4 separate regions of the Mus musculus genome follow, and all the other regions are linked to region 1. Evidence: chromatin contacts called from public Hi-C, HiCAR-type and promoter capture Hi-C data. All regions are on one chromosome and are shown on one strand. The core of a region is the stretch at or near the end of the contact, and the rest is flanking DNA. Distances in the headings are between cores, read along the strand shown. Region 1 holds the start of Cdv3 (carnitine deficiency-associated gene expressed in ventricle 3). Region 2 holds the start of Stag1 (stromal antigen 1). Region 3 holds the start of Atp2c1 (ATPase, Ca++-sequestering). Region 4 holds the start of Ppp2r3a (protein phosphatase 2, regulatory subunit B'', alpha).

Evidence for each region. Promoter capture Hi-C pulls out the DNA fragments that hold promoters and counts their contacts. A called contact is a pair of places that touch in the nucleus more often than the background predicts. HiCAR-type assays count read pairs that join an accessible place to other places.
Region 2: a Hi-C map of muscle stem cells shows a contact between it and region 1, with 5 times the contacts expected there. The contact joins the promoter of Stag1 here to the promoter of Cdv3 in region 1.
Region 3: a contact with region 1 is called in a promoter capture Hi-C map of liver, with 2.2 times the contacts expected there. The contact joins the promoter of Atp2c1 here to the promoter of Cdv3 in region 1. A contact is called at or near these places in 2 of 39 promoter capture datasets (both in liver) and 1 of 484 Hi-C or Micro-C datasets (CD8 T cells).
Region 4: a HiCAR-type map of astrocytes shows a contact between it and region 1, with 2.7 times the contacts expected there. The contact joins the promoter of Ppp2r3a here to the promoter of Cdv3 in region 1. A contact is called at or near these places in 2 of 39 promoter capture datasets (the 3T3-L1 cell line and pre-B cells) and 1 of 115 datasets of contacts at active chromatin or transcription factors (astrocytes).

Annotation. Positions count from the first base shown.
Region 1 is chr9:103,363,471-103,368,883 of GRCm38.p6, forward strand. Cdv3 (carnitine deficiency-associated gene expressed in ventricle 3) reads right to left here and starts at 2,310. Exons shown (of 5, transcript NM_175565.3): 1 at 1,584-2,310; 2 at 505-581. The coding sequence starts at 1,898.
Region 2 is chr9:100,641,113-100,646,525 of GRCm38.p6, forward strand. It overlaps Stag1 (stromal antigen 1), which reads left to right and starts at 2,336. Exons shown (of 34, transcript NM_009282.4): 1 at 2,336-2,684.
Region 3 is chr9:105,518,833-105,524,245 of GRCm38.p6, forward strand. It overlaps Atp2c1 (ATPase, Ca++-sequestering), which reads right to left and starts at 2,425. Exons shown (of 27, transcript NM_001253831.1): 1 at 2,208-2,425. The coding sequence starts at 2,315.
Region 4 is chr9:101,248,874-101,254,286 of GRCm38.p6, forward strand. Ppp2r3a (protein phosphatase 2, regulatory subunit B'', alpha) reads right to left here and starts at 2,959. Exons shown (of 14, transcript NM_001161362.3): 1 at 2,789-2,959.

The DNA.
Region 1 (5,413 bases), core at 1,060-3,559:
TCCTGCACAGCTTGGTGGTACATTTGGGTGGACACTTTAGAATTAAGAGTTCAAGGTGACATGTCGCTCAGCGGTCTTCCACAGATCAGGGTCCAGCTCACAGAACCCACACTAACAGCTGTAATTCCAATTCCAGAAGACAGTACAGACATGTATTACACAGGCAACTCGCTTCAAATATTTTTTTTTGGAAAAAAAAAAAAAAAACAAGCCCCTTCTTCTCCTGAGTCACACAGTAAGTTCTCAGGGCAGCGAGTGAACTACAGGAGCCCTACTAGGGGTAGGGAAGACCACCTAAATTCAAACACGAAGTGTTAAAAATTTTTAAATGACAAAAATCCATTTTAGTCAAGCCAAAAATCCACATAGCTGCAAATAGGGAAACCACAGGATTTTAGAGTTGGCAACTAATTTAATGACACAGAGGGCATTTAAAAAAAAAAAAAAGTAAACGCGTGCACTACTTAACAAGGTTACCTAATCCCACGTGTAATCACATCCTACCTTATTTGCATTGCCTGAACTCTTAATCCGCTGTAATCAACCTCTCTTTGCTCAAATTCTTTCCACTCATTTTCATCCTATGGAAGAAACAACACCTGATTAGTTTTTGGTAAGCCCACTTCAGACTAAAAGGCATCAAGGGCCAACGGGATTCCCCAAACTGGTAAAGGTACCCGCGAAACATCGAATTAATTAATTAGAGATCTTGGTAAACAGATTCCAGACTCGGAAAAATTCCATCAGTGGTCGCCAGGATTCTTGAGTCGGTCTAAGAATCGGCGGCAGTCAACACCGAGAACCAGAGAGTCTAACTCTCCAGGCCCACGTGGTGGGAAGAGAGAATTTACCCCGGCCTCTAACCTCTCCGCACACGTACACAGGAGTGCGCGCACACAAATAAGCAAATAAATGTGATCTTTAAAAAAAACAAAAAACAACAACAACAACAACAACAAAAAAAAAACAAAATTGCAGACAGTGACACAGACCTTTAATCCCAGTACTCCAGAGACAGAGGCCGGAGGCTCTTTGTGAACTGGAGGCCAACCAGAGCTACACCGTGAGACCTTGTCTCAAAAATTGGGGCTAGTGGCCGGACGGTAAAGTTTAGCCCGTTCCTGCAAGATCCGGAGACGTGCCTAATTCCCAAACGCCCTCTCTGCCGCCGCTTTTACTTAAACCCAAGCCCAGGGCGAGCTGAGCGGCGGAGAGAAGGCGACAGAAATTCCACAACTCAATTCCCAGCCCTGCGTGGCCGTGGTTGGGAGAGTAAGCCACGCTGGCCCGGGCGGCACAGAGGAGCCTCGGAACACCTTAAGAACATGAAATCCGGCCCCAGCGGGGCTCAAGCGGGACCACGAGGACTCGGGCACACGTCACCCGGGGACCGGCCCAACCCCCGTGGCCCAGAGGGCGCGGCGCGCAGAGGGCCGCGGACGGGGGCGGCCAGACGAGCCCCGGGGGCCGAGGACCGCGAGCCCGCCCGCCCGCCGGGCCGACGTGCGAAGCCCGAGTCACGTGGCCTCCCGGGCCGGCGGGGGCGGGCACATGCGGCCGGCCGCCGGCCTCCCGACCCTCACCTTCGTTATGGCCTTGCCGGCGGGGCCCGCGCTCCCGCCGTCTCCGGACCTCGAGCTCCCGCCGTCTCCGGACCTAGCACCAGAGCCCGAGCTCCCGCCGTCGCCCGACCTGGAGCCGGAGCCCAAGCTCCCGCCGTCGCCCGACCTGGCACCGGAGCCCAGGCTCCCGCCATCGCCCGGCCTGGAGCCCGCCGCCGCGCTGCTCCCGCCCGCGCCGCTCGCCGCGTTGGCCGCGCGACTGCTCCGTTCCTTCTTCTTCTTCTTGTCCCTCTTGGCGAAGAAGTTGTCCAGGCTCCGCTCCTCGGTCTCGGCCATGGCCGCGGTCCGGATGGGTGGGGCCGGCGGAGGGCGCGGCGCTCGCGGCTCCGAGCTCTGGGTCAAGGCCGGCTGTGCGCTCAGGCTGCAGGGTGCGGCGTCGCCTCAGCCCCGCGGGGTCGCCGAGGCGCGGGCGGCAGGGCGGCCGGCTCCCCCCGTGCTCTGGTGGTACGTTCCTCGCTGGGAACCGCGAGCGTGGAGCAGGGTCGCGCCCGCCCCGCTGCCTGAGGGACAAGGAAGGCGCGCACCGGCGAGCGCTCGGCTAACGACGGCGCGTGCGGGAGGAAGACGCGCGGGCCTGAGGAGGGGGAGAGGGGACGGGGAGGGGAGGGAGGGGAGGAGGGAGGGCGGGCCACCAGCAGAGAGAGGCAGCGCCGCGCCTGCGCGCTCGGTTCCGCCCGCCGCTGTGGGCGCGCCGAGGGGGGCGGGCGGCGGGATGAGAAGGGGGCGGGTCTTCCGGGAGAGCCAATCAGATGCCCGGACGGAGCGCTTAGGTGACAATCCGTTCCTTCTACGGGGCGGTGCCCTGTATGGGGGCGGGGAGAAAGCGGGTGTAGGCAAAGAGAGTGACGTCCCTAGTGACTCCTGCCTCCGATTGGCCAGGGAATTTGCCTTGAGGGCGGGCATTTAGAGGGTTGGTGACTTGGCTGAAGAAGACCAGCCGGAGGGGGCGGGTGTGCCTTGGTTGCGCGCATGCGCAGGGTACACGTGCGTCTGCTCGCCAGGACTGTGGCCTGGTAGGCGTTTGAACTTTCAGGAAAAGGAAAGAGACCATGTTAAGCCAGCTATGTTCAAGCTTGGTCCTCCTGCCCTGCTTTTCTGTACTCGCACCCTCTCTGGTCGGGCACCTATTACTTTTCTTCTGAATGGAATGCTTTTGATGAGGAGCGCTGGATTAGTATTCGTGGTTCCATTTACGGAAGGATCTTAAATAAGCCAGTGCATGAAAGGAAGGGAACTGATTTTGACTAGCTGTGTCTACCAGGGTCAGGCTAAATAAATCTGACCCTCTAACGCTAGCTCTTGTGAGATGGAGAATGGCTGGGAATGTGATTTTGGTGGTAGCGTGCGACAGGCGCATGTCAGCGCAGAGTCTGTCCACAGAATCACAAAAAGAAAACACACAAAACCCCTCCTTTTCCTGGGTCTTCACCCTATTGGCACATACTATGTGAATACTTGATCCCCGAAACATCTGCAGCCCAGAAAGCTTTTTGTTTGCTTGGGGGAGATTGCTTTGTTTTGGGACCGGGTCTCACCTACCCCAGGCTGCTTTGAACGCCATACATAGAAAAGATAATGTGTTTCTGACCTTCCAGCCTCCACCATCCCAAGTGCTGAGAATTCAGGCATGCACTTTTGTGCCTATGTTAGCGATACTAGGGGTTTCCATTCTTGCTAGAGAGGCTCTCTACCAGCTAAAGAATGAATGACCCAATACAGATGTTGGAGTTTCCTTGTTTTTAGTTACACAATTGCACCTAGAATTGCTCCTGCTCTGACTTGAGTTTGAGTGATTGCTACAGTTTAACTTTGGCTCCTATGCTGGATCTTAGGACAGAGAAGGGGATAAAAAATATCCTTGTTTCCACCTGACTTGACTTTGGGGCCTTGGAGAATCAAATGTGTGTTTCTCTATGAGACGTGTGGTCTGGGTATGCATTAAACTTCTGCTTCCTCTAAAGGGTAGAGGAGAAAGCTGTGACAACCACTGAGGAAATGGCTAAGTCCTATGTCTGTAGCCTTGGGGGAAAGATAGGACCCAGCTAGTAAATGGAGGGATGTCTTTCCACACCTGTTCCCTCCTGTCTTTCCTTACAAGTCCTTCCCTAGTTGTGGCTATTGAAGACCTACATTCTGAACATATCGATGGATAAATGAAGGCTCTATGGCTGTAGCCAACAATAAGAAGACCTTTCTTTTGTTTTGTTTTTTGAGACAGGTTTCACTATGTAGTCCTGGCTGCCTTGGAACTGGCTCTGAAGACGGAGATGACCTCAAACTCAGAGATTCACCTGCCTGGGCCTCCTAAGTGCTGAAATTGAAGGTGTGCGCCACCACACCTGGCTAATAAGCAGACATATTTGTTCTCTTCCCCCAGCCCAGGATGGTTCCTAGGTGACTTCCTTTTGTGACACCACATATCTTCCTGTGGTATTGTCCAAGTTCAGCACTGCCCAGTGCCACCAGCTTTGCTTAACATCTCTTAGCAAACTTTCTTTTTACCTTCCTTGTCTTCTTTCCTCTTTCCTTCTTTTTCTGCCCTTTCCTGCTCCCCACCCCCCTCATTTTAAGACAGTGTCTAAAGTATCCTAAATTAACCTTGAACACAGAGCCAAGGATGGTCTTGAATCTCCACTTCCAATTCTCTCTCTCTTTCTCCTTTCTCTCTCATTTTGTTTCTGTTTCCTTTCATTTGTTTTTAGGATAGAGTCACCCTGTGTAGCCCTGTCTGGCCTTGAACTCAGAGATCTTCCTGCCTTTGCCTCCCTCTGCTGAGGTTAAATCCCACCACTGTCTACAAAGCTGTTTCCTGTATCCTGCAACTATTTTATCAGTTGAACACCCCACCCATTTTTCTCCTTTCCAAAAAGATGTATTTATCTTTATTTTATGTGCATGCATCAGTACATGGATGTGACTGTACATCTGAACCCCTAAGCCTGGATTTACTGTGAGCCACTTGATATGGGAGCGGGGAGCTGAACACAAGCCTCTGGCAGAGCGGTAAGTACTTCTCATCACCGAGTCCTCTCTCCAGCTGGCTCTCTCTCTTCCTTAAACAAGGTCTTCCTGTGTAGCCCAGGAGGGCCGAGTGATAGATAACACTCCTGTCTCTGTCTCCAAAAGTGTTGAGGTTCTAGGCCTACACTGCCAAACGTGGTTTGCTGTTGTTTCTCATTGCTGGTGGTCTAGGTGAATGCAGGTGTGGTACACAAGCACCTGTGTGTTCATGATCGCCTTGGAGGCCAGTGGACAACCTTAGGTGTCCAGGCCTCAAGTGCCGTCTACATTTTCTGTTTGTTTGTGTATATATGCATGTGATCCCAAATGACATGGTGTATATGTCGAGGTCAGAGGGCAATTTGCAGGCAGTAAGTACCTGTATCCACACAGCCATTTTGCCACTCCACCTTTTTTTTTTTTTTTTTTTTTTTTTTTTGATGGACATAGTTTCTCACTGGGGTGCACTTGGAGTGCACTAATTCAGCTAGGCTGGCTGGTCAGTGATCACTAGGGATCCCCCTGTCTCTGCCTCCCCAGAACTAGGGTTACTAGGACCCCTGTAACCTGCCAGGAGGAGGGTAGCCAGGGAGGCTTAAAAAGAGCAGCTCGAGAGAATAGCTGCCATTGGTTTCTGGGCATTAGAGTCAAAGAGCAAGGGACCCGTTTCATGCTGCAGAGACTAACTACAGGTGACCCAGCCGCAAAGACACTACTCTCTGTCGATCCGACCTCAATTTCTCCCCCACAATGGCGTTTGGGACGTATGCCATCCATCACACTGCAGACCA
Region 2 (5,413 bases), core at 1,086-3,585, 2.7 Mb before region 1:
ACACACACACACATACACAAATGATGATCCAGCAGAAGTCTCAGGATTGATCCTTAACATGGAAAATGCATAATCCCCAACAACAAAAATAAATGCTGGGCTGGGGTGTAATTCAATTGCTGAATCCATGCTTTGTGAGGTCCTGGTTTCAATCTCCAGAGCGAGGGTAAAAAAAATCTGAAGACATTGTAAGATAAAAGCAACAATGCAATAATACAGATAGCATCGATGTATGTGCAGCTCAATATATACATACAGCCACCCTATGAGAGAACTGCTGCTGTTTACATCTTACAGCCGAGGAAGCAGGCGCTGGGATTTGCCTGAAGTTACATTCCTGTTCAGAACCGTCTAGGTTCACAGGTCACAGTGCAGTCCCCAAACCTGCTAAAATTACAGAGTTATTAAGATATTAGGGTAAGAGAGGAATTATTTTTAAGTGTTGAGCTGGATGGAGCTACCTGAAAAGTAGCTGGAAGTACGGTATCTTCCTTCAGGAACAACTGGGAACCGACAAGTAATTTGGGGACTTTTAAAGAGCAACAACGCAGAAAAGGAGCAGAGAACTCAGGGTTGGACTGTAGGATCTAAAACACAAAAATCAAAACAAAACAAAACCCAGAGCTAGCAACTCAATCAGAAGACTAGGGAACAATGTAGGTACAGATTCAAAGGCAGCTTAAAATGTTTTCAAGGGTGGGTGGGGCCTGGTGAAGGACATGACTGCCCCTGGTCCCCTCATTCTCCTTGGATAAGTCTCATTGTCTCTCTCCAAATCCTTCTGCCTTAGCCTCCCAAGGCTGTGGCTAGAGCACCCACAGTGATTCTCTTCAGACATGTGCCTGGGTAAGGAACATTGTGATAGTACAGCAAGTTGAGGGAGTTAACAGCCTTGATTGTTTTTAAAGATAAATGGAAACTAAAAAAAAAAAACAAAACAAAAAACAAAACAAAACAGAAAGCACCTAGAAGATAAAATACTGAAGCTATTCTAGAAAAAAAAAAGGCAATGGCATTCAGGCAGGGCTGGACTGGGGAGAGAAGGGAATGGGGGATGGTTAAACTAGGTGAGATTTTTTTGAGATCACGACTACAAACATGTTGATAGAATATCAGCTCTTTATCAGAGTCCCACACATTCGATAGATTAAATTACATATGACTATGGCTTGGAGCCCGCACCGTCTTTTAACAAGGCAAGCTAAAAACAGGCTCTGCAGAGAACACAATAGGAAGTCAATCAGAGGCTAGTAAACGAGATACTTTGCTGAAAGGACTGTCACGAATTCATACCAAAGTTCCTCCAGTGATGTGGAACGCACTTTGCAACCTTTGGGATACATTCCAGAGACAATTGAGGTACTAGCTAGCTAGCCAGCCCTCAAGACTATAAACAAGTTTAACGTTTCTAAGGAGATATTGAAAATGCAGCTGCCTCTGCCAATAAAAAAAAATTGAGTCAGCAATGAGGCTGATGACCTACAAGACCAAGAATTCACTTTTGTAGTGCGGAGTTAATAAGCAGGCGGAAGGTTAGGAGAGCCTTGGTCAAGGACAGCTTAGGTAGAGAGCAGCAGGGAAGGAAGGGGTCAAGATCTACGCCTGGCTATTTCCCTTTCGGCTAGGCTCCATTATTCGCACGTCCATTTGAGAACCACAGAAAGCAGTCCTAGGCTGTGGGAGAATCTGATTGCTCGCAGAGTCTATCTTCACCGTGTAGCTTCTCCTTTCTCACTAACTAGCCAATGCTGCCGCCTTATGCAAAGCTTGCACCTCGGCGAGAACCTGCTTTACAGAGGCAGGACGACGCCAATCGGCCTGGAGCGGTCACTGTTTCCTTTTAGCTCCGCGGCAGGCAGGGGGTTCGTCCCAGTGCTCGAAACCTTTTCAACCTCGTTCTGAAAAAGCGCCTCATCAATAATAATAAACCGCGCGTTCAATTCTAGCTTGGAGACTCCCGCTAACCGGGGAGGGAGCAGGGCTCGGGGGCGCGTTGGCACGGCTCACCCCGATAACGGGCGGGTGTGGGCGGCTGGCAGCCTCAGGGCGGGAGCGGAGCGCGGCCCCCGCCGGGGAGGGGCCTCGGCGGAAGAGCCGGGGGCGGACTTCTTCCAGGCTCTTGGAGAAGCTCTAAAAATGGCGGGCGGCAACCCAGCGAGCGGGTCGCGCAGGCGCCGCGGAGTCCGTCCTTCCGCTCGCCTGGGGCGGCCCAGGAGCTGTCCACAGCGCCCTCGTCCAGACGTCTCCGCGGCTCGCCATTGGCCGAGCGGAGCAGGAGCCTCGCAGAGGGGGGCGGTGCAGCCACGCAAAAGGCCACGTTTCCCGCGCCGCTGCTGCGCGTGCGCGCCCCCCGGAGGCGAGCGATGGCGCGCGGCCCCGTCCGAGGGCCCCTGCTCGCGCCTCAGCTCCCTCCCCTTTCCGGGCAGGCCCGTCCTGTCAGCGGAGCAGTGAGCAGCGCGGCCAGCAGAGGGCGGTCGGGACCCGAGTCTGCAGCGGCGCCATTGGCGTGTGGAAAATGCCACCAGATGGCGGGTTAGGATTGCAGCTCCGTTGAAGGCGCGGCCCCCGCTCCCGAACCCCCGGCGACCACCCCGTAACCACCCCCCCACCTCGGGAATAACACACCGGAGACTTTTGGGGGGAAACTAGGTCGACGGCCGACAGCGCCCGGATGGGCAGCTGAGGTGAGCGCGGGCGGCGGCGGCGGCGGCGGGGGGCGGGAAAGGGGGAAATGCGGCGGCGGCGGCGGCAGCGGCGCGGGGGCTGGAAGCGCCGATCCAAGATGGAGGCCGGGCGAGAGCTTGGGAGCGCGAGCGGCGAGCGGCGGGCGGGCGGGCGGGCCGGCGCGGGCCCCGCGCGGGGGAGGGAGGCCGCGCGGGCCTGTGCGCGGCGCGGCGCGGCGGCTGCAGGCGGGCGGCCGAGCGTCCGGGACCCGCTGTGGGCGCGGCGGGCGCTCCGCTTCCCTCCACCCCTCCCCGCGGGCCGCGAAAACGGTGCCCCCGCCCGCCCGGGCTCCGCGGCGGTAGCGCGGAAGCCTTTGTGGCGCGCTCGGGCCCGCCGCCAAGCCCGCCCTCCGCCCCCCCGCCCGGGCTCTCGGGACTCGCCCGCGCCCGGGCCAGCCTAGGCGGGCTGGCGCGAACGCCTTCCGCCGCCCTGCGTTTCTGCGGTGCTTTGGCGGCGGCGGCGTCACATGACAAGGAGCTCGCTTCTGTCGAGGGTCCTGGGGGTCGCTCAGCCCAGACTGCTGTCCCAGGCCCCTGCTTTGCTGGGGTGGGGTAGGGCTGAGGACCTGGGCCGACGGGACGTCGCAGTCCTGGCTTTCCCGCTATCCGCCGTCCGAGCTCCGGGTGAAACGTGTCCAGGCCGGAGCACTGCCCCGCTAGTTTCCCAATCCCCCGGGAGATGAGGCCAATAAAAGTTGTTTTTCCTCTTCCCTGAAGGTGGGGGGCGGGATGAAGAGCTGGGAAACCCGAGTGCTGGGAGCTGGACTTGGAGGGGTCCGAACCGAGTGCTGTTTGTGTGTAGTAGGGACCACAACATTTTCTGGTTTTCGGATTGTCACGTCACCCGCTTCTGTCTACGTTAGGATTGTTACTGATTCTTTCCACATTGCAGACAGTCGTGTCCTGGGAGTGTTAAGCTCTGGGGTGGTTTTGGAGCCCTATAGACCCCAAATAGTGCAGTTTGTGGTAGCGAGTTATTTGCTGTTGAAGTTGGTGTTAACATGAGGGGCATGTTTATTCTCTTCTGGTTGTGCTTAGAGACAGCTATATTTTACATCTAGCAAAAGTAGTGTTTGTGAAAGTACCAAAATCCGCATAAAGTTGTACGATGTGTAACTTAATGGAATTTGTAACTTTACCTTTAGGTTTCCCAGTGGGTTTTTTTTTTTTTTCATATATAGATAGCAAATTCTGATGGTGAAGCTCTTATGGAAATGTACAGAACAGTGGGAGTTCTTGTATGATGGGTGATGGTCTTATAATGTATATAAATCGAGGCTAACAATTAGAAATACTGAAAGAACAAGGAATGATATTTCATTGTTTTTAATTATGGGGAATGTAACACTTTTTTTTTTTACCCGAATAAACTTCTAAGAGAAACCCCACAGGTGTTTTTTTTTTTTTTTTCTTTGCATTTTATAACTGTGCTTTGGAGTTCTGCATATTGTTCTATGCTTGTAATTCTGTTTACTGAGAAGGCAGAGGCAAGGGGAATCATACGTTGAAATTAGCATGGACGTTTTATGAGATACTGCCTTTAAAACAAAACAAATAGAGGTCTAGTATTGTCGTTTCTGAAGAGATTAATACAATCACTGTGTGCTTGTCCCCTCCACAACCAACATGATCTCGTTGTGTAGCCCAGGCTGGCCTTGAAATCACTATGTACACAGTCTAAGGTGGCAGTTCTTTTCTTCAGCTTATGGAGATCTGAGATTATAGGTGGGTGCCAGGCCAGCCAATTACTGAATGGCTCTTTTGTGTTTTGTTTTGTTTTTTTCTTCAGAAAGGATCTTGGTATGTAGTTCAAGATGGCCTTGAATTTATAGCGATTCTTCTGTTTCATACTTTCAAATGCTGGGATTACTGCCACTCTTGGCTTTGAAAGGTTCTTTTAAAAACTCAAGCTGTGTTGCAGGGACGAGTGAGAACCTTGAACTGAACTTTGAGACATCTCCTAGGTTTGAGGTCTTGGTTTTACTTTTTAACTATTTAAATCTTACCTTCCTCATTTCTAAAGTTGAGGTAAGCCAATGGTTCTTTTACACATTGAAAACCTTTTTTAGCTAAAACTTAAAAATTTCTAGTTATAATCTGTTTTCCTTGCTTGATTATAGATGGATAGATATATCTTAATAATCTCAGTGCTATGGGAGACTTATGTGTCTTTGTTAGCTTTTGGCCAAAATCTGTAATTATTATTATATTTATTTATTTTTGACATATGGTCTTAATAGGCAGCAGTTTACAAAATGGCTACTATAGGAATCAGTGTCTCTGACTTCTGTCTCTAATTCCTGTAGATTTTAAGATCTCTTTCAGAAGTTAACCTGATTATGTCAGGCCCACCCAGATAATCTTTTATGTAATTTCAGTTATCTATAGGGACATTAATTACACATACAAAAATACCCTTTTCCCTCTCTGGTCTAATCATAGGAAAGTTATCCTGGAATATTTACATAATCTCTCCCACTCTCAAGGAAAAGGTAGTGTGATCATCATTTATTTACTTCTGATGGCGAGAGAAGCCTCTTCACATTTACCCTGTTAGAATCTGAACATAAGGAAAAGACACAGCGAAGACAGTGACCTTCCCCACCCTTTCTGTTCTCCCTTCCTCTTCCTCTCAGTTTTAATCAGTCTTTTGCACTACTAGGTATGAACCCAGGGTCTGGCATATGTTG
Region 3 (5,413 bases), core at 1,175-3,674, 2.2 Mb after region 1:
TTGGCTTTAGAAAGGAATCAGATGCAGTATTTTTCCACTAACATAGAAAGGAAGCTAATAACAGAGCACAGTGCTTTCAGTCCCCAGCCTCTCCACATGGGTGTAAATTGGGAAGGCGATCACCTACCCAGTCCAAGTCTCCTGTCCCCATACTAGATCTTACTGCTCCTCGGAAGGCATGATTTTGTAGTACTTTCAGAATAAACCTTCAGCATCTGGGTGTGGTGCTACATATCAATAATCCCCTCCTTGGGAAGTAGAGGCAGGAGAATGAGGAAGACAGGCTTGGAGAAACTGGGCTATGTTGACCATGTTTCAAAAAACCAAAAAAGTAACACCTAGGGAGATGGCTCAGTGGGAATACACTTGCTGTCCATGTTAGAAGAACGGATGCCCAGAACCCACCTGACAGCTGTGGTCAGCAGCGCACACCTGTAACACCTGCCCTGGGATGCAGAGAGGCATCCTGAGAGGCCTTGCTGCCCAGCCAACCTGGTCACAACAGCTAGCTTCAGTTTCAGTAAGACCATCTCGAAAAAATAATATGGAGAAGAAACTAAGACAAGACAATTTGCTCTCAACCTCTAGCCTCCATGGGCCATCTCATGGGCATCCCCACACAGCACACACACATGCTCATATGTGCATATGCCACATACTCTTCATACACACATACAGTATACACACACACATAACTTAATAAATAAATAAATAATAAAACAGGCTTCCAAAAAAAAAAAAAAAGCCCACAGGATTATTTAAGCAACACAGCCACAAGCCACCTCTCTCCACACATTGCTCAGAAAAGGGAAGAAATCCGTGCCCATCCCCCACGGTCATCTTGTCAGTCATTCTTTCCCCCTCCCCTGTGGAAAAAGCCTGTGACATAGCTCCTGGGGTAAACAAAGACTCTGGGCACCACCATGTGGTTCTCCCATTTTCTACTTCAAAACCAAGGCATGCCGAGAGGAGACAGAAATGTTTCTCACCGAGTGTTACCCTGAAACTGAGCGAGAGGTAAATGGGGCAACCTAGCTCCCTTAATGCAGAGAGCCTGAGTCTCTAGCACTAGTCAAAATCATTTAAGATTTTAAGATGCAGTTTCCTTGATAATCCTAATGATCTGTCAGGTATTTTGTTTTTTGGTTTTTGTTTTTTTTTTTTTTTTTCAAATGAGGCATGAGCTTTGGGGAAAAGGGGTCACCAAAGGGTTTCCTTCTGCTGCCCTCTGCTTCCATTTCTGGGAAGCCTCTTACTAACTGGGTCATTTTCTACCACGGAGGAAAAAAGAACAGGACACTGGCAATATCTGTCGCCTGGCTCTGCCGTTCTAGAGAGAGCACAGGGCAGAGCGCTTGTGGCTGGTCATCTTCTATGTGGTGACAGACCTGTCTTTCATATTTCTAGTCCGTTGCCAAGCTTCTAAATGAGCTCCTGGATTTAAATGGGCCACACATTGTTCTCTCTCTAATCCAGTGCAATTACGAAAGCAGTTTTTAGATATCAATGTATAATGTAATCAATGTAATGAACACACATGTTTTTAAATGAAATAACCAGACATTTTAAACAGGCTTATTAAGATGCGTCTATACCCACATGCTAGAACTTCCTGTTGGAAACTGTAGCTTTCAATTGGCTAAAAGGATTAATAATTATTGTGCTCTGTCCCCTATGCACCACATATAAGAATCACCTATTATATCCAAATGATCTTATCAGCCCACTAATGATCTGATTATAGCCACACAGATAACCTTCATTTTGCAAATCCTAGTGACATTAAAATAATCACAGAAACATGCAAGAAAATAAGTGTGTTTCTAGGGTATACTGCTTCATCTATTGAGCTACGAACGGTTTCAGAATTTGTCTTCGAAACACTGAAAAAATGATCAAAGTATCAAAGAGTCACCTCCGTAGTATGGTAGGTTCATCTAGATAACGGAAGAAAGCAAAATAAGTGTCAAACACACACACCCAGAACATTTGCATAATTTATCTCAGGACCCAAACGTTCCACAGCCAAGTAACCCCTCACAAGCGGCAGGCTCCTCTGACTGCCAAGCTCGAGTAACTACAGGCTGGATCTGACCTCTGCCTATGAACACCAGTAAGCCAGCAGAGAAACATTCCCCAAGCTTCGACAGGCCACACCCAGAAATAAGCACCAGTTATTTTTAAAGTTAGCACAAACAAAATAGTACCTGCTCTTCGGCCCTTTGGCTTCTCAGCGTTGATAAATATTTCCGAATAGAGTGGAGAGGATACTTTTTCAAGTAAGAAAATCCGGACGGAGGCAATAAGTTCTCCATACTGAGGGGAAACCCGAGGGTCCTTGTCTGCCCCTCCCTGACAGCGACCAAATGCGACCTAGACACTTAGTCTCTGCTGCCTAGCCGCTCCTTTGAAGTGCCACCACTTTGCTGCAAACCGAGCAGGTGTCAATCTTATAGCTCCCCCTTTGAGTGGAAGTTCCTAGAGACAGCTGAGGGAGGCGGGTCATCTAGAAACCTCCAGAACTGCAATGCCCAGGAGCCAGAGGCAGGAAGAAGTTCAGGGCTGGCCCGAAGAATGTAAACAGCCCAGCGATAGCGATATGACTGACTGTCCTATTTTGAGCAGCAAGGCTCTGTTGCAAGCGATGTTAATATTAGCTAGCGGGTGACTTTCCATACCCACGGACTCTCGTGAGGTTTAATTTTAATTCTTCCGACAGTATTTCTGGTGATTCTTTCTTTCTTTCTTTCTTTCTTTCTTTCTTTCTTTCTTTCTTTCTTTCTTTCTTTCTTTCTTTCTAAGAGGGCATGACATGAGGTTTTCCCAGTTTCCTTTGAGCTTTCTTGTCATTACCAACACACACTAACAACCTTCAACTGAGCCTCCGCTCAAAAGTGTCAATTCATTTCAGCCTTGAGAAACGCTGTTTTAGAGTTCTTATTTTATTATTTTTATTCATCTCTCATATGTTACATCCTGACCACAGTTTCTCCTCTCCTCCCAGCTCCTCCACCCACACATTCCTCCTCCCCACTCCCCAGGAGGAGGAAAAGGGTCCCACACATAGGCAAAAGAGTCTGGGACAGACCCAGCTCTCAATGTTAGCATTTCCACATGAACCCGGAGCTACTCAGCCATAACATACATGCAGAGGACTTGGGGCAGACCCCTGCAGGCTTCCTGGTCTCTGCAAGTTCCCATGAGTGTATTGATTCTGTGGACCCTGTTAGAAGACTAGCACTGTTTGAAAACTAAGCAAATCACACACACACACACACACACTCACACACAGACACCACCCCTTCATGGACATTATGGGGTTGGCCAGCTCTGTGGACATTCATTGAGTTCTGTGGTGCATTGTGCTACGTGCCAGTAACCAGACACTTTGCATTTATTGGGCAATGGCTGCAAACAGATTCTTTTCTGAGTTAAAAGGCTTCTTGCCTTGAATCCTTATCGCAAAGCCACAGGCTGAACTCAGAACCATTAAATTTCCCCGAGGCTTTCTCCTGAGTATCTGTGAGAGGAACTGTTACAAGCACACTTCTAACTACTATAAAAAGGATTCATGCCTTCAAAAGAGGAAAAAGGGGTGGTGGGGGCAGGGGGGTAAAGAAGAACACAACAAGAGATCTGTTGTGTTAAAGGATATGAAATTATACATTTGAAAGTTCATTTTCTTTGGGATCTATAGAGGTCACAGGGTTTGTCGTCTAAGTCCTGAGCCACACTTCTACCCCCACTCCACCCCAACTGTGTGTGCATGTATGTGTGTGTGTATGTGTGCATGTGCGCGTGCACACATACACACACACACACACACACACACACATGCATATTTATACTAGTGTACATACCCATGCTGTCCCATAAGGCTAGAGGACTAATGTCCTGCTCTAAGGCTTTCTGCCTTATTCCCTTGAGATGGCTCCTCTCAGTGAACCTGGAGCTAACTGGGCAAGCCAGCAAGTCCCAGCCATCTTCTTGAATCTGCTCACCACAGGGCTGTAGTTACAGGAACAAGCAGCCATGCCAGGCTCCTCCGCATGCAGGTGCTAGGGATTCAAATTCTGATCCCTCTTCTGGTACAGCAAATGCTCTCACCCACTGAGCCATCCCCCAGCCTCCCGCCTTTGTTCTTTCCTGGCCTTTTAAGCCTTTCAGTAGCTCACACCATTTCAGCAAGGGACCATTGTGTGGGAACTAAGGTGGACAAACCATGTAGCTCAGAGGTGTGCTTCAAGGAGAAAAGCTAGTCTCTCTCCCCTCCAGTGAGAGAAGAGGTTGAGAGGAAATAGGAGTAGGCAAAGCTCCTGTCATAGACTTGTGACAGGACCTAGCACTCCTGGGTGGGGCACTTGCCTTCAGGGAACATACCTGATAGCCTGAAGCAGCGTATGCCACCCAGGGAGACCATCTGTCAGGCTGGCACGGGGCCCATGAGCAAGGTGATTTTCCAGACTCATCAGGGCCTGGAGGCAATTCCAAGAAGTTCTTTCCTTCTGCTGGGAATGAGTCCCCAGAGGCCCCACTCTCCTGCTTCCTCTCTAGGTTCACCATTGTATGCTTACAGAAGCTCTGGGTGTCTTCCTCTATGTCTGGAGACTAGACCACAGGCTCTAATGAGGGGAGGGGAGAAGCAGCGTGCTCTTTGCCACTTCATGACCCAGAAAAGCAATCCGTTTGCCAGCCCAGACGCCCAGACCATCCTAAAGCCCGAGAAAGAGAAAAGGCCCCAGGGATAATAGGGACAAGTTCTGTTCACGTTCATTGAGGGATCCACAAGCTGCCTCCTTTGCAGCTCCTCTTAGACTATTTGAACTTTTATGCTTTGATTGTGGGCAGAAGCCCACAGCCTGCTCAGCATGGCTTCTGATCAAAACCTCTCCCCAACGATGGGCACAAAGCAGACTTCATTGTAGACCAGATGGTTTGTTCTGTGGTCACCTTTTCCAGGTCTAAGGAGGGCAATGAAAAAAGAGAAGAGAAGGGAGGAGAGAGAAGAAAAAAACCCTGCACCAAACAAATGTCTGTTCTATTATAACACAGAGCAGAAAATATAAAATAGACATTGAGGAGCTTCATGGTAAAGCAGGGCCCTGGGCACAGTTCCCAGTGCTGGGAGTGGGGGAAGGAAATAAATAAGTAAATGGGTGAAACAAATGTAACCAAGAATCCTTTAGGTATTTAAGTAATAACGAGTATAAATCATAGGGAACAATGTATTTGGCCTTTGTACTTAACACTAAATTATTTGTTCTGTGTCAGTGTAATTCTCTGGGCCTAAAAGGAAGGTCCAAAGAAGATTAAAAAAAAAAAATGTTGTAAGTCCACACAGCTACAAAGCAAAGGGGAAGGGCTTTTAACCAGATCAGCCTTCCCCCTGAGCCTCCCTGGCCAACCAGTACAC
Region 4 (5,413 bases), core at 1,709-4,208, 2.1 Mb before region 1:
AGGCATGGGGAAAATGTTGACTGGAATAAAATATGTTGTTGTTGAATACACCTGGAGAAGGGCCTGTTTTAAGAAGTACTGTTTTAAGTTCCTTGTGTGGGCTCTGGTGAGTAGGCTGGACTGAGAAGTCAGTAGCAGACAGCCTCTGCTTACTTCCCTACTTCTATCATTCTGCCTCCCTAATCTTTCAAGTTCCAACCACACTAGCTTCTGGGTTCCTGGGGACTGGGGGGGGGGGCTATTCTTTGTCATCTTAGGGTCCCCTAAGCTTTAATTACCAATCCCATGTTTATCCTTCTGATTCTGTCTCTCATGTTCTTTTCCCAACGGAAGAACACTCCTCAGTTTCTGGACTAGGTCAAGATTAACATTTTAGGTACTCAGGAAACCTGTACTTCTCCTCTCAGAATTTAGCACTGCTGTAATGACATAACTGTGTAATTACATATGTTCACACCAATTACCTCTTTAGATGATAAAAACAGAAGTGCAGAGATCAAATCAGTTGCTTTTACCTTTGTATTCCAAGACATGACCTACCTACCACACAGTTTGCAGAGCAGGCTGTCACACATTAAATAAATGACTTCTCTTGCCCTTAAGCTTAAGAAAGCAGAGTCAATACATAACCAAACAAGGACAATGCAGTGTCCTGGTATTAAAGCAGCCGTTCATTTACGACAATGGCTTTCAACCAGGGATAGCTTGGTCCTTCTCAGGGTATGCCCAGCAACGTCTAGAAACAGCTTTGATTGCCATTATTTATGTGTGTAGTGCTACTAACAGCTAGGATTATAAGTCAGGAGTGTGGCTAACCATCCTCTACCTACGGCACAGGATAGGCTACCATGACGAAGTATTATCTCATCTAAAATGTCAACAGCACCACATAAGAGAGATCCTGACTGAGGATGCTACTATTCAAAAGGGAGGCATCCTCCCCCTTACTTGGCGGGGTTCTGTTGTGGTTATTTTGCTGAGGTGTAAGGCAGAGCTAAGGGGATGTCAAGAAGAGCTTCAGAGACGGAAAACTTGAGTTACTTGTTGAAAGGTGACAGAGCCCTGTTCAACTGGAACTGAAATGTGTGGCTGACAAGTTTAAGTTATTACCTTCAAATAGTCTGTACTGCAGAACTGCCCAACCTTATTCCCTTCCTGCTCAAGCAAAATTTCCTCTCTCGGAGGATACGAGGTTTTAGCAGAACCTTAAGGCCAGATTACCTAGACCAAGATAAAGCCAGATAGTCACTGTGTAAAATGCTAAGCTACTTTTTAATATATGCAAATCATATGTGTGAATGTTAAAGCATTAGCTGCCTACTATTCAGGTTGTTGGTGTTTAAAGCTATCATTGAATCCAACCACATGGGCCTTGGGATAGACTTTTCCAGTGTGTGTGTGTGTGTGTGTGTGTGTGTGTGTGTGTGTATAAACAAAACAAAAATCAAACAAACAAACCCCCAAAGAACCGCAAAACTTTGTATTCCTGACCTGAGCTTTCCAGGCTGTGTAAAAGATCCATTTTTCCCCTCTCACGAGTATCTCATGCCATAAGTTTTGTCAGAAGTGGTGAGACAGCCTTTTGAATGCAATAAACGTGAATAAATTGCATGCAAATCAGGAGCCGTCTACAGATTTTTAAGAACGCTTTCAGTAATCGTCATGGAGACCAGTGAAAGAAACTGAGATAATTTTTAACGATGCCAAGGAAAGCCCTGTGTTTACTACAACACGAGCCTGCTGCCTGCTTAGCTGGACGCCCATGCTCTGACCTAGTATGGCAATTCTTAGGGTCCCTGTGCTTGATGCTCTGTTTACAAGAAACTGAGGCCAGACACTAAGGAAGAACAAAGAAAAATGCCTGGCACCAAAGAGGCGGGGGACGTTTTGTACATAACTGAAGATCCGTGGAGGAACTCTTTTCCAATTTTGAAAGGCACTACAAATCATCCTCTCCGCTTACGTGTTCAAGCATTTATTCTATGTTCTTAAACTATTTTCTACAAAGAAAATACCTTATAATTTACAAACAGCAATTTGTCCTCCCCCCTCTGCATCTGCAGACCATCAAGCGGGATAAAATTTCCCTAGGCTTTATCAGAGTGGGAGGAATGGAAATAATGTGAGCACAACACAGTTCCGATGCAACATCAACTCCAAGCCGGGCCAGCTGGTTTCCATCGAGCGGTCCCCAAGGAGAACGCCCCTCAAGCCTGCAGCCCGGCCGGCGCGACCGTGGGACCGGCTGAGGTGCTCGCAGCTCAGCCACTCGGTCGCCCGATACCTTTGTTTCAGGTGCCCCTGTGCCCAGAGTGGCTGGGATCCCGCCCGCAGCCCCGAACTGGTGACACATCCTTCTTTGGCCAAGTCGGGCCGAGGCCGGGCAGGGGGCGGGGAAGGAAAATAAAGCCTCAGCGCCTAACGACGTGACTCTCAGTTCTTCCAGAACCTTGGCATTTGCTGCCCTGCCAAGCTTTCCTGTTAACGAGTTCCCGGCCCGGGCGTCCCGCGAGGTGGGAGGCGCCGGCCATCCGGCCCCCTGGCCTCCTCCGCGGAGCTCCCGGGCCACCGTTCTCCACGGCCGCCAGCCCCGGGAGTCCTCTGGCGTGGCGTGCCTGCGCTCCACCAGGAGTCCCTTCACCGCGCGCGGCCCCTGCGGCCAGGCCAGACCCCGCCCCCGGCCCCGCCCGCCCCGGTCTCTGTGCGCCGCCCCTCGGCCTCGCCAGCCCGTGGAGGGCCGGGGGCTCCCAAGGAGAACCGGCCTAAGGCCCCGCGTCTGTGCGCCTACCTCAGTGCCCGCTGCTCCTCCTCCCGCGGCTGCCTCGGCTCGCAGGCGACGCGCACACGCCACCCCGGCTTCCCGCAGCGCGGGGTCTGGGCCGCTTACGCCGCGCGTGAGGAGCCGAGGCCTGAGCGCGCCCCGCCCAGCCGCCCAGCAGCTTAGCTGCCCGCCAGCGCCACAGCCCCGCCCACTAGCGCCACAGGCCCGCCCACCAGACACGCCCCCTCGGCCCCGGCCCCGCCCACCTGGCCGTGCTGGGTTCCTCCCACTCTCCTTCCTCCGAAAGGGGGCCCTGAGGGGCACTGCGAGAGCCGTCGCCTCGGCCGCCGCTGTGATTTACTTAGTGTAATGGAGAAGGCTATTCGCACTATTTGGGGACTGAATTTCATGTTAAGAGTATACACTTTATGATGGCCGTCATTATTTTTATTACCCTTCTTACTGTCCTCTTCGATAACTGTCCTGCTCTTCCGGGAGGCTATCCCATCTGACTACAGTCTACACTCTTACTGTGGCCCACACCAGCATGCTCCTATTCGCTCAACCCAAGTTGTGTGAATTTTGAACGAAGAGTTTATTTATTTATTTATTTTAAGCGAATTGTTAACAGAATAAAAATTGTTAAATAAACAAAGCTATGTAAAACAAATGCACAACTTAATGGAGTGTTCTGAAACATTTGCAATTTTGATTTCTTAAGCTTTGACCCTAGCTAAAATAATAAGCGAGGTTTGCTTTTACTAAAAGTGGGAAATAAATGGGCTGACTGGGCTAGGGATGTAACCCCGTTGGTATAGTAAACGAGGATAAAACCACATAAACTGGGAGAGGTAATGTATGTCTGCAAAGCTCTGCAGAGGTGGAGGAGGCTAGATAGAGAACAAGAAGTTCCAAGTGTTTGAACTTTGGTGACATTGCTGCTACTTTGAGGCCAACCTGGGCTACATGAGTACCACAGCTAAACAATAAAAATAATGCAGTTCAATTCTAAATTAAAAAGTCAATCAATCATTATGTAAGCACATAGGTAAAACAAGCAAGCCAGTCAGGGGAAGGAACAGTACGTGACATTTGGTCACGTAGAGGTGAAGAACCAGATGTAGATAAGACTTTAAAGAGCCAGGCATTAGGCAAACTGTGAGAACAGGCTCTGCGTACGTGTTTTATCTCTTCCTTTCTGTCAACATTTCTTAGCAAAACAACAGTTGCTTACAGAGTGCCTTATGTGTACATGTGAAATCATATGTGATGTGTACATACATTTAGGTATAGATGGTGCATACAAAATGTATACAATTTCACATTCTGTAGCTATGTGTAAGGTTGATTATAAGAAATATATTTTTATTTTTAAAAGAAAAATGTATATAAAATTGCCTCAAACAGGCTCTACATCCTGAGTCATTTCACCAAGTTAATCTTTTTAATAGCTAGAATGTGGTCTTCGTTGTCTTGAAAGAAGAAAAACCATCACACACCCAACTTTATACTTTCCTATTTTAAAAGTCCTTCACCATACCGCGTTGAATATCTTCTTTTGTGTCAGAACAATCCTGTGAAGAAGGAAGGGCAAGACACAAAGAAGTGACAAAGGTCACAGAACAGTTTTTGATGGTAAGGACAGGAAGTACACAGAGAATCACAGAACTTCAACACCTTACCCCCTGCCTTTACCTTTGGACTCCTGTGGGGCCTTTGCCCTCCATTTACTTACACAGTCCACTGGAATGAAAAGGACATAATCCCTCCTGGGTGTGGAGGAGCATGCCTGCAATTCTAGAAGATTAGAAGTTCAAGGCTGGCTACGGGTCATAACAAGTCAGCTAGCCTGGGCTGCATGAGAATCTGTCTCAATAAGTAGGAAGTAAATAAATAAAACCCCTGTTCCAGAAAAGGACACAATTTCATGCCTGGAAATTTGATTCAATACAATAGAACCATCCTCTATCTTAGTGAATTACCAACTTATCACAGTTATTGAACTCCAGTCTCTAAGGAAGGTGTTATGGATAGAATGTACAGTCTTTGTGCATAGTCAAGAAATAAAGAAATATTTGAGAATAAATGAGAAATTTGTTATCATAATAGAGGAATAGTCTTGAACAGAGTTCTTTTGTGGTAGGGAGAGAAAATGGTATACATTTTCTCAGGGAAGGGGACATCTGAACAACTTTATGATGAAAAAATATACAGCAAGAATAATGTCAAATATCGTATGGTTTTGTTGCAAACATACAGAGTAAAAAATTCAGAAATAGAAAGAACAAGAAATGTTGTGCACTTTCACTCAAATTTAACAATTATTACTCTTTGGCTAATTTGTTCCATCTGTATGTTTTCTTTGCTTCTCTGGGTTATTTTGAAGAAACTCATATTCAGAGTATTATTTCACCTGTAAATATTTCACTCTGCATCATTAACTGGTAAGACCTACTTTAAAATACAATCACAAAATTACTAAGGAATCTATTTCAATTAATGATTTCTAAAGATGTACAGTTTCTTAATATATGATGTGGTATTCAAACTTTCCACACATGTTTTATAAGAGCTATTTCTACAATGGAAGACTCAGGCAAAGTCCTCCCAATGCATTTGGCTATTCTCCCTCTTTAAAAAAAAATTAGAAAT